Linked DNA regions of Sus scrofa: region 2 is linked to region 1. A link is a contact called in public promoter capture Hi-C data. All regions are on one chromosome and are shown on one strand. The core of a region is the stretch at or near the end of the contact, and the rest is flanking DNA. Distances in the headings are between cores, read along the strand shown. Region 1 holds the start of CWF19L1 (CWF19-like protein 1). Region 2 holds the start of NDUFB8 (NADH:ubiquinone oxidoreductase subunit B8).

Region 1 (5,652 bases), core at 2,164-4,663:
CTGGTGACAAGGTTAGAACTTAGGGAACTTGTTAACACAAGTTCTCAGTTCTGTGTGTGTATATTTGACTCCTTAAGTTGTGCACACTGATCATAATTGGACAGATACACAAATATCTGTCTTTAGCTACTATGATGGTTAACCTTTGTGGTATGCCTGTAATTTGGATACAATTTGGACAGCTAGGAAGACTGAAATTATTAGATTGTTTAAAAATATCTACATTTTGGAATTTGCCTAGAAATGCTAACTAAAAAGTATCTTTGTAAGAGCCAATTTTAAAAGATATAACTTTCTCTCCCTCTCCCTCCTGCAGAAGCCAAGTATAAGAAGCTGGAGAAGCGATGAAAAACTTACTCCTGAGGGACAGTCTTTTTTAATATGGGAAGAATGTTTTATAAGACCTGAATCCTAAGGCCGATGAATTGTCAGAACTCCTTAAAAGGCAACTGTGTGTTTGTCCTAGAAAACATCACAACATTGGAGTAAACTGGAGAACTGTGGCTGCTCCTGAACTTCTGTTGAGGCAGAATCCCTCAGAATCTCACACTTATAACTCCTTACCTTTTACTTGAATGTCTCATCATCCATTCAGGACAGAGTCAAAGTTTGGGATAAACCTGGCCTTGCCAATAGGATCAAATGAGAGGACCTATTTTCCCTGGTAGTTGTTGTACACTGTATTATTTTCTTAAATGATTGGTTTTGAATTACCTTATAAATGGTTGTTTTTCCCTATTAAGGATGCTAATGTATTGCTAACAAGAGCCTAAATTAAAAAAGGAAAACAAAACAGTCCTTTTTTTTTTTTTTTTGGCCATGCCCTGTGGCATGTGGAAGTTCCCAGGCCAAAGACTGAACCTGTACCACAGCAGCAACCTGAGCCACTGCAGTGACAATGCTGGATCCTTAACCCACTAATCCACAAGGGAATTCCAAAATAGTCTTATTCTTAACAGTTTGTCACCTTGTGAATGTTGGTAATTTTCCATAATGTTGCAAAGAACAGAAAAATCTTAAAACAATTTCAGGCCAAGTCATCTTGACTGAGCAGGGACAGTGAAAGGAGTGTTGTGAGAGCTTGGTATATGCAGTGGGCCCCCCCTGCCTCTTCTCTGCACTTTTGCCTGGGGATGGATGACACCTTTACATGTGCTCCCTTTTGTGTGTATGTGTTAGGTGGGGAGGTAGGGCTGCCAGTTGGGCTGCTGCTCATTAAATAAACGGTTTTATAAAATATCTTCCTGCTTGTGTCTGTAGAATCAGGGGAGCTCCTGTGGACCTGATTGGCTTCGTTTCAGATTAAAGATGTCAGTGGATGGAGGATACCGACTGACCAGTCTAATTTGGAAGATAGGCAACCATATCCAGAGTTGGGTGTTAGCAGTTAGGGAGGTGCCCGAGGTCCCCAATTCCATCTCTGAAAGAGTTCTTAACTTTGTTTCTGTCATTTCCTACCAGTTATGTTCTAGCCCACCATCCTTTATTCTCTGCTTCTCTGCCTGTCGCTATGGTCTTTTCTCATCATAACTATCCTTCCAACCCTCTGTCCACACTGACAGACCTATCTTTCTAAAATGTAAACTGGCCACATTACTCCCACCGCTTAGAATCCTTTCATGATGAATAAATAAATAAGAAAAAAAAGAATCTTTTCATGATTTCTGATGGCCTCTTTGAAAAAGCCAGACTTTTTTAAAACTTAGAAACCATAATTTTAATAAATATTTCATATTGCTTTCTTTTTTCTGAGGATGGACTAGTCTACTGTAATTCCCTTTGTTTCTTTCTTTTTTTATTTGCAGCACCACCTGTGCCATATGGAAGTTCCCAGGCTAGGGGTTGAATCAGAGCTCCAGCTGTGGCCTACGCCATAGCCACAACAATGCAGGAGCTGAGCCACACCTATGACCTACACTGCAGCCTGTGGTAATGCCAGATCCTTAACCCACTGAGGGAGGCTGGGATTGAGTTTACATCCTCATGGATAATAGTTGGGTTCTTAACCTGCTGAGCCACAAAGGGAACTCCCTCTTTCTTTCTTTTTTTTTGTTTTTTCTTTTTAGGGCCGCACCTGTGGCATATGGAAGTTCCCACCAGAGGTCAAATTGGAGTTGCAGCTGCTGGCCTGTGCCACAGCCACAGCAATGCAGGATCCAAGCCGCATCTGTGACCTACACCACAGCTCACAGCAACACTGGATACTTAACCAACCAAGCAAGGCCAGGGATCAAACCTGCATTCTCATGGATACTAGTTGGGTTTGTTACCACTGAGCCACAATGGGAACTCCACCCATTATTGATTTGTTCAGATTTTCCATTTCTTCATGACTCAGGCTTGGTGGGTTATGTGTTTCTAGGAATGTATCCATTTCTTACAGGTTGTCCAGTTTGTTGGCAGATAATTGCTCATATAGTCTCATGATTCTTTGCATTTCTGTGGTCTTCCTTTAATTTATAATTTTATTTGAGTCCTATCTGTGTCTTGGTTAGTTAAACTAAAGCTTTGTCAATTTTATCTTTTCCAAAGCCAATTCTTAGTTTCTGATGAAACTTTTCTATTGTTCTCTATTTCATTTATTTCTGTTCTAATCTTTATTATTTCCTCCCTTCTGCTAGCTTTGGGCTTAGTTTATTCTTTTTCTAGTTTCTTGAGGTATAACGTTAGGTTAGTTTGAGATCTCTTTTTTCTTGATGTAGTCATTTATAGCTATATATTTTCCTTTTACAACTGCTCTTTCTTCATCCATACATTTTGGTTTGTTATGTTTCCATTTTCATTTGTCTCAAGATTTTCTTTTTTGTTTGCCCATTGGTTGTTCAAGAGTGTTATTTAATTTCCACGAGTTTGTGAATTTCCAATTTTCCTCCTATTACCAGAGGCTAGTTTCATGCCATTGTGCTCAGAACAGATACTTGATGTAATTTCTGTCTTCTTGAATTTATTAAGACTTGTAGCCTAACGCATGACGATTGCTTGTTTCATGTGCGCTTGAGAAGAATGTTTCCTAAAGCCAGATTTCTTAGCATGCATGCAATATTATTTCGTATTACTCTGACACTTAATGCTGTATTCAGCCATCTTGAACAAACTTAAATTCTCATGGATGAATTGTTTTTCATAAACTTTCTATTTTATAATAGATTTAGATTTGCTGGAAAATTGTAAAGATAACACAGAATTCCATATATGTTAAAATTTTTGGAATTCCCATCGTGGCTCAGTGGAAACGAATCTGACTAGGAACCATGAGGTTGTGTGTTCGATCCCTGGCCTTGCTCAATGGGTTAAGCTGTGGTGTAGGTCACAGATGCTGTTTAGATCCTGCATTGCTGTGGCTATGGTGTAGGCCAGCAGCTGTAGCTGCGATTTGACCCCCAGCCTGGGAATCTCCATATGCCTCGAGTGCGGCCCTAAATAATAATAACAATAATAATAATAAATATAACAATCCCATGGATGAGTTTTCATATGTTACTGTTATTTTCTCTTCCTGAAATTATTACCTGCCCATGTTTGACAAGCTATTAGTCTTCTTCAGGATTCAGTTTTCATCTCCACTCCTGGGCTGTGCTATATTACCCCCAAAGTAGAAAAAATTACATCTTTAGCATGCCAGCAGTACAGGGGCATCAGAATTTATGGGAGAGTTAACTTGATTTTTCCCAAAAAAGCATAGTAGTAGTTGTGAGGAAAACCAGAAATTTGTTCTCCCTGAACTTATTTTAAATTTTAGTTCATTTTTAATTGCTTGGCTGCCCATGGTGAGTCTTCCATGCCCCTCAATTGTCAGGAACTCTCCTTTGTTTCCATCTCCTTAACTGTTGTCACCTACCAATTGGTCTGAATTCTCAGAAAAAGCCGATGTCATGAAAAACAAACTAAAAAGTTAGAGGCGGAGTGAGGGGGCGGCTACTGTGGATTAAAAGAGACAAGATAGAGTAGAATCCTAGTGAGAAATTTGATTGGATCTTAAAACAAATAAAGGTATAAAATAAATTTGGGGGGAACAAAAGAACTTTTAAATATAAATGTGTGTTAGGTGAATATTATTGAACTAATGCTTATTTTTTTAGGTGTATTAATGGTGTTACCTTTGTGTCAGAGGATGTCCTTATTCTTAGGTAATACATGCTGAGATACTCCTGCTGTTTTCAATTTACTTTCAAGTGACCCTGACAATAAAAGTGCTATGCACTCCAAAGGACAGAACGGGGAGGGAAGAATAAATCTGTCAACTTGTTGACACTTATGAATACAGGCGATGGCCATTATTCTTTTGACATTTTGTTAAGTTTGAAACTTACAAAGATCACGTGTGGAAGAAGTCTGTCTTTCCCACGAGAGTAACATGGTTAGGTTGGGGCCATTGTTGTGCCAGGAGCTTTTTAGCAGCTCAATAATTTCAACTGCCCCAAAATAAGTTACAATCGGAATGCTTTTAGTCAGTCCCTCTTCCTCCTTCACTCTTTTGGTGGATTCCTCCTCGAGGCAAAACGACCTGAGAGAGGCTTCTGTCCCTCTGCGCTCTCCGTAGGTAACTGAGCTTTCATTGGCTGGGCGTGCAGACGGCTTACTGCTGTGTGACTGCATTTCATTTCCCGGAGGAGCGTGCGTTCGCTGAAGCAGGTCGTTGTAACCAGGTTATTAGGGCGAATGGCTCAGAAACCGCTGCGCCTGTGAGTGTCCCTGAGTCTGAAGCGTCTGTGTGCCTGTGTGCGTGTGTGTGTGTGTGTGTGTGTGTGTCTCTACCGATTTTTCTCAGAACGGAAAGGGTGGAGGGAAAGGGGAAGGAGTGGGATCCGGACATTGGCTGGTGAGATGCGATCGCGTCTTTTCCTGGCCGGGGCCGGCCTCTTTTCCAGGCCATTTTCGCTTCCGAAAAGAACTCTTGGCAGCCCTAGCTGGGATAGGCGGAAGCTCCCAGCGTCAGGCCTCCTCCGTGTTAGGCCGTCCTGGCCTCTGACATTTCCTCATCATTTCTCCCCACCCTATATTTATTAACTAAAAATTGTAGGCATGGGGTTTATTGAAGGGCCCTGGGCCGTGATGGACAGGAGAGAGAAATAGGGCCTGTGCCTTGGCGCGCTTTTTGACGGGGTGGTGAGGAGAGGGCTTTATTCATCCATTCATTCAACAGTATTCACTGAGCAGTTGCAGTGTGCCAGGTCCTGTGCTAGACATTGCATAGATGGAGTTCCTGCCCTGATGGATCTTATAGTTTAGAGGAAAGGGTATCAGAGAATCCAGAAACATGTTGAATTACAGTCCTGATAAATGTTGGGAGGAAAATGTTCATGATTCTGGGAGGGTGTATATAGGATATTTAGCTTAAGGTGAGGCATCAAGGAAATGATGATTGAACCTTGGTTAATAGTTTTGTCCTTATCCTAAAAATGCCATTGCAATGTTTAAGAATGTCTTGGCATGATCAGATTTTCGTTTTGGAAAGCAATTCTGGCTGTAATGTGAGGAACAAGTAGAGCCAAAGTAGAAGACAGCTAGGGTTAGGTAGAGTGACGACAGTGGAAAAGTGTCAGGATTCGAGTTTCTTAAGCATAAGACATCAGAGTTCCCTGGTGGCCTAGCAGGTTAAGGATCCGGCGTTGTCACTACTGTTGGGGTCACTTCTGTGACACGAGTTTCTAT
Region 2 (5,652 bases), core at 1,144-3,643, 240 kb before region 1:
GGCCTCAGCAAAAGATATATGGCAAGAGCCCAGGAGTCACTGGTGAATTCCATCAAACATTTAAAAAAGTATTCTTTTTTTGTTTGGTTGGTTGGTTTGTTCGCCTTTTAGGGCCGCACCCACAGCATATGGAGGTTCCCAGGCTAGAGGTCTAATCAGAGCTACAGTTGCCAGCCTACACCACAGCCACAGCAACGGCAGATCCAAGCGGGTCTTCCACCTACATCACAGCTCACAGCAATGCCGGATCCTTAACCCACTGAGCAAGGCCAGGGATGGAACCCACAATCTCATGGTTCCTAGTTGGATTCGTGTCTGCTGCACCAAGACGGGAACTACTAAAAAAGTATTCTAAAAAAAAAAATTGGAGTTCCCATCATGGCTCAGCAGAAACAAATCTGAATAGTATTCATGAGGACGCACGTTTGATCCCTGGCCTGGCTTAGTGGGCTAAGGATCCAGTATTGCTGTGAGCTGTGGTGTAGGTTGCAGATGCTACTCGGATCCCATGTTGCTGTGGCTGTGGTATAGGGCAGCAGCTATAGCTCTGATTTGACCCCTAGCCTGGGAACCTCCATACGCTGCAGGTGCAGCCCTAAAAAAAACAAAAACAAAAAAACAAAAAAAGCACGTGAATAGATGCTCAATATCTTTAATCACCAGGGTAATGCAAATCAAAACCACAATGAGAAACCATTTATACTCACTAGAATGGCTATGATAACAAAGACAGATTAATAACAAATGTTGGTGAGAATGTAGAGAAGTTTGAACTCTCATACACTGCTAATGGAAATGTAAAATGGTGCAACTTCTTTGAAAAATAGTTTTTATAGTTTTGCACAAAGTTAAACACAGAATTACCCTATGACCCAGCAATTCCACTACTGGGTTTATACCCAAGAGAATTAAGAAAATACATCCACACAAAAACTTCTACAAGAATGTTCATAGCAGCATTGTTCATAATAGCCAAAAAGTTGAAAGAACCCAATGTCCATCAACTAATGAACATATAAACAAAATGTTATATATCCATATAATGGAATATTATTTGGCCATAAAAAGTAATGAAGAAATGAAACATGCTACAACATGAACAAACCCTGAAAACACTAAGTAAAATAAGTCAGACACAAAAAGCCACATATTGTATGATTCCATTTATATAAAATGTCCAGAACAAGCAAGTCCTCAGAGATAAAAGGTAAGTTAGTGGTTGCCAGGGGGTGGAAGAAGGAAGAATACTCTATGTGTATATAGGGTTTCTTTTGGGGGTTGAAAAAAAAGTCTTAGAATTAGAGAGTAGTGGTAATTGTGCAACTTTGTAAACATATTAAAAATCACTTTATTGTCCACTTTAAAGGGATGAATTTTTTGGTATGTGAATTATATATTAATAAAAATAAACAATTTAGACCAACTCTGTTTCTTTACCAAATTAGTCAGAAATTGCTATTGATTGAATACAAATGTCATCCAACCATTCCGAACTTTTAATTAGATGCTCATTTACAAGAGGGCAAGTTGCTGTGAAGCAGTTCTTCCTCCAAATTCATATACCGAATACTACATAACAGTTCTTATTGCGCTGATAAATATGAGAATGTCTTTAATTTTGGGCTCTGCTCCAAATAAAAATCACCCTAAAAGTTCCTGGAAATATCAGCATATTTATACTGTGTAAATTAAATCCCATTTAAGTACATAAAAACATTCATATGCAAACCATAATGCCCCCTATTCTTTTGTTAGGCTAGTGTTTGTTAATTGTGGTTTGGCTTTAAGTGAAAGCCAAGTCCTAGCAAATCTGAGGCAGGTTCAGATGATAGGAAAGGTTGAGGTAAACATGGACTGAAACTGAAGAACCAGTTCGGCGCCGATTTTTGTGTTGCACTGTACATCTAACAGAAGGAGGTAACTAATCTAGAAAGCCGAACAAGAACAAACGAGACCAAGGGCTGAATTTCAATAATGATCATGTTGGGAAATGGAAGGAGAAACGGCCAGTGAAGGAGAGGAAAAAGGCAAGCAGCTAGAGATTAAGGAAGGGTCATTTTACTTGTAGAGCTCCTGGGAAAGGTGGGTCAGCCGTCCACCTGTGATGCCCCGGTTCTGAGTTCCTGTTATCCCTGGATGCCTCTGATTTCAACTGAGGGAGAAAAAGGACACAACAATCTTAAATGTCAAAGCAATGGTTGGCTTGTTTTTCTCTCCTTCCTGCCCTCCCTCTCTGCCTCAATCCATCCGCTCACCTTCCCCCGGGCTTCCCAGCACCATTTAAGCCACGCCCTTATGGAACCTTTGAGATGTTTCTCCTTTATCGTGTTTGGCCCAGCTCAGCCGCCGTGACAGGCCTTTGCGCATGTGCGGGGTGAAACTGGAAGAAGGTGAAGATGGCGGCGGCCAAGGCGGGGGTACTGGGAGTACGATGGCTGCAAAGGGCAGCCCGGAAAGTGGTGCCGTTGGGTGCACGTACAGGTCCGCGAGAATCACCGAGGTCTCAGTGTGGGGAGGGGTCGCCTGAGGTTTGGTGTGTCGAATGGAGGGTGCCTATCGTGGATACTGAGGCGGCTGAGTCCGGGCGGGGGCGGAGGTGGAGTTGGTACTTTTAAGAAAAACAGGTAGCGGGTCTGCTGGTCCTCTGAAGTCTCGGGCTTCGACCTCTGCAGCCACTGCACCTCGAAGCCTTCACAGCGGCAGGAGGAATGGGGGCGCTTCTGACTTACCCTCTTTTGCTCTCTAGCCTCCCATGTTACCAAGGACATGTTCCCAGGACCCTATCCCAAGACCCCGGAAGAACGGGCTGCCGCCGCCAAGAAGTATAATATGCGGGTAGAAGACTACGAGCCTTACCCAGATGATGGCATGGGGTGAGACAGGGTCTCCTCGCCCTTGGGCAGTTGTGGAAGAAGGTCGGCTGGGTTGGGTGGCTCTACTCTGACCCTTTTCCCCCGAACCTTCTCTTGATCCCTCAAAGTCAGTGGTGTGGGTGCCTTTCTCTATCTGTCGGGAGGTGGGAGGGGATGGGTGAGCAGCTGCAGCCGAGAGGACTTTAATTTTCTCCTTGGCTCAGGCAGTTTCCTCAAATGAGGAAGCCGAGGTTTTAATAGCTCCCTTGAGGGCCCCTGAATAGCAGGAACCTTCCTTGGCTCCATCCAGAGCGCAAGGTTTCATTTAGATTGAGCATCTGCTGGGCTCAGGTGCTGTCATCCAAGCACTTGACCAGGCTGGAGCTGGACTCCTGTCATGAGAGCTTTATTTATAGATGGAATACGCTACATTTATGTGTATATCTTTTTTTTTTTAACAATATCTTTGCCATAAGGCCGTGGAAATCATAACGACTTTAAAGCAGATTAAATAGCCAATCCCTTACTACAGTTGATAGTATTCCCCTGAACCCCATAATATCCCTATGGTTAATTATCTGAGGTGATTACCAGCACCGTCCTCTTCTGTCCTAGAATCACTCTTTTCAGTCGTGGTTTTAGCAGCTCCTATTCATCTTGTTGTTTTCCAATCACTTTCTGTGACACATATCTAGTTGTCATCATTTCCTATGTATTTTATTGTGCTGTGGAGAAGACTAGCCTCTTGATCAGTCTGTATAAGTTGAACCTGGAATTATTGGGGGGAAAACCCATCTTATCAAGAAATCCCATGAAGTGTTTGAGATATGGAGATGTATGCCAACTCCGTGGTTGAGGAACATAGTTGTAATGAAATGAGTGTTCTTCTTATCTGTATTATTTATTCTGATTAGCTGGGTGAACTTATGTTTAGACTCTAAACTTCAGTTTTATTTTATAATGACGGAAACAGTGATTTCGCACTAAATTTCCTTCCAGTGCTAACATTACAACATTGTGTTCCTTTTGTTCTTTTTATTGAACGAGGTAAGAAAAGCTTATGTAGGGGGTTCCCCTTGTGGCTCAGCAGTAATGAATCTGACTAGCATCCATGTGGATCGAGTTCGGTCCCTGGTCCTGCTCAGTGGGTTAAGGATCGGTGCTGCTGTGAGCTGTGGTGTAGGTCATAGACAAGGCTGGCCTGGGAAATTTCATATGCCACAGGTGCAGCCCCACAAAGCAAAAAAAAAAAAAAAGGCTCATGTACATTAAAATGTTTCAGAGTTTGACATGAATTCTTTTTTTTTTTTTTCCCCAGTCCCTGATTCAATCCATAGTCCAGGAACTTCCATATGCTGTGGATGCAGCAATTTAAAAATAAATAGGAGTTCCCATCATGGCTCAGTGGTTAATGAACCCGACTAGTATTTGTGAGCACCCAGGTTCGATCTCTGGCCTCGCTTATTGGGGTGAGGATCTGGAGTTGCTGTGAGCTGTGGTGTAAGCTGCAGATGCAGCTTGGATCCTACCTGGCTGTGGTTGTGGCTGTGGCCAGCAACTACAAGTCCAATTTGACCCCTAGTCTGGGAACTTCCCTATGCCGTGGCCCTAAAAAAAAAAAAAATAGAAGTTCCTGTCGTGGCGCAATGGTTAACGAATCCGACTAGGAACCATGAGGTTGCGGGTTCGGTCCCTGCCCTTGCTCAGTGGGTTAACGATCCAGCGTTGCCGTGAGCTGTGGTGTAGGTTGCAGATGTGGCTCAGATCTTGTGTTGCTGTGGCTCTGGCGTAGGCTAGTGGCTACAGCTCCGATTCGACCCCTAGCCTGGGAACCTCCATATGCCACAGGAGCGGCCCAAGAAATAGCAAAAAAGACAAAAAAATAAAAAAATAAAGTTTGTGTATATCCTTTTTTTTTGGCTGTGCCTGTGGCATGTGGAAGTTCCTGGGCCAGGGATTGAACCCACACCACAGCAGTAACCCAAGCCACAGCAGTGACAATGCTGAATCCTTACCCACTAGGCCACCAGGTAACTCCTTGACATGAATTCTTTTTTTTTTTCTTTTTGCAGCCACACCTGCAGCATGTGGAAGTTTCCGGGTTAGGGGTTGAATCAGAACTGCAGCTGCCGGCCTGTGCTACAGCCACAGCAATGCCAGATCCAAGCCACATCTGATCTGTGCCTCATCTTGCGGCAACACTGAATCTTTAACCCACTGAGTGAGGCCAGGGATTGAAACCACATCCTCACAGACACCATGTCAGGTTCTTACCACTGAGCCACAATGGGAACTCCCTGACATGAATTTTTTTTTTTTTTTTTTTTTGGTCTTTTTGCCTTTTCGAGGGCCGCTTCCTGCGGCATATGGAGGTTCCCAGGCTAGGGGTCGAATCGGAGCTGTAGTCACTGGCCTACGCCAGAGCTACAGCAACTCGGGATCCGAGCCTCATCTGCAACCTGCACCACAGCTCACGGCAACGCCGGATCCTTAACCCGCTGAGCAAGGCCAGGGATCGAACCCACAACCCCATGGTTCCTAGTCGGATTCGTTAACCACTGTGCCAGAACGGGAACTCCCCTGACATGAATTCTTAATGACAGCTTGGACTTCTACAGTTAGTTCTGTGTTTAGTAAAAATTGAGATCTTGGAGTTCCCGTCGTGGCGCAGTGGTTGACGAATCCCGACTAGGGATCATCATGAGGTTGCGGGTTCGATCCCTGGCCTTGCTCAGCGGGTTAAGGATCCGGCGTTGCCGTGGGCTGTGGTGTAGGTTGCAGACGTGGATTGGATCCCGCA

What was found. Promoter capture Hi-C pulls out the DNA fragments that hold promoters and counts their contacts.
Region 2: a promoter capture Hi-C map of liver shows a contact between it and region 1, with 4 times the contacts expected there. The contact joins the promoter of NDUFB8 here to the promoter of CWF19L1 in region 1. A contact is called at or near these places in 3 of 5 promoter capture datasets (fetal liver, fetal skeletal muscle and liver) and 1 of 2 datasets of contacts at active chromatin or transcription factors (alveolar macrophages).

The regions. Positions count from the first base shown.
Region 1 is chr14:111,386,670-111,392,321 of Sscrofa11.1, reverse strand. It overlaps CWF19L1 (CWF19-like protein 1), which reads left to right and starts at 3,413. Exons shown (of 14, transcript XM_001929531.7): 1 at 3,413-4,682. The coding sequence starts at 4,660. It overlaps BLOC1S2 (biogenesis of lysosome-related organelles complex 1 subunit 2), which reads left to right. Exons shown (of 6, transcript XM_001929529.5): 6 at 317-1,239. The coding sequence ends at 348.
Region 2 is chr14:111,630,289-111,635,940 of Sscrofa11.1, reverse strand. NDUFB8 (NADH:ubiquinone oxidoreductase subunit B8) reads left to right here and starts at 2,393. Exons shown (of 5, transcript NM_001144842.2): 1 at 2,393-2,481; 2 at 2,747-2,873. The coding sequence starts at 2,397. LOC102158751 (a long non-coding RNA gene) reads right to left here and starts at 2,388. Exons shown (of 2, transcript XR_307758.3): 1 at 2,256-2,388; 2 at 639-2,152.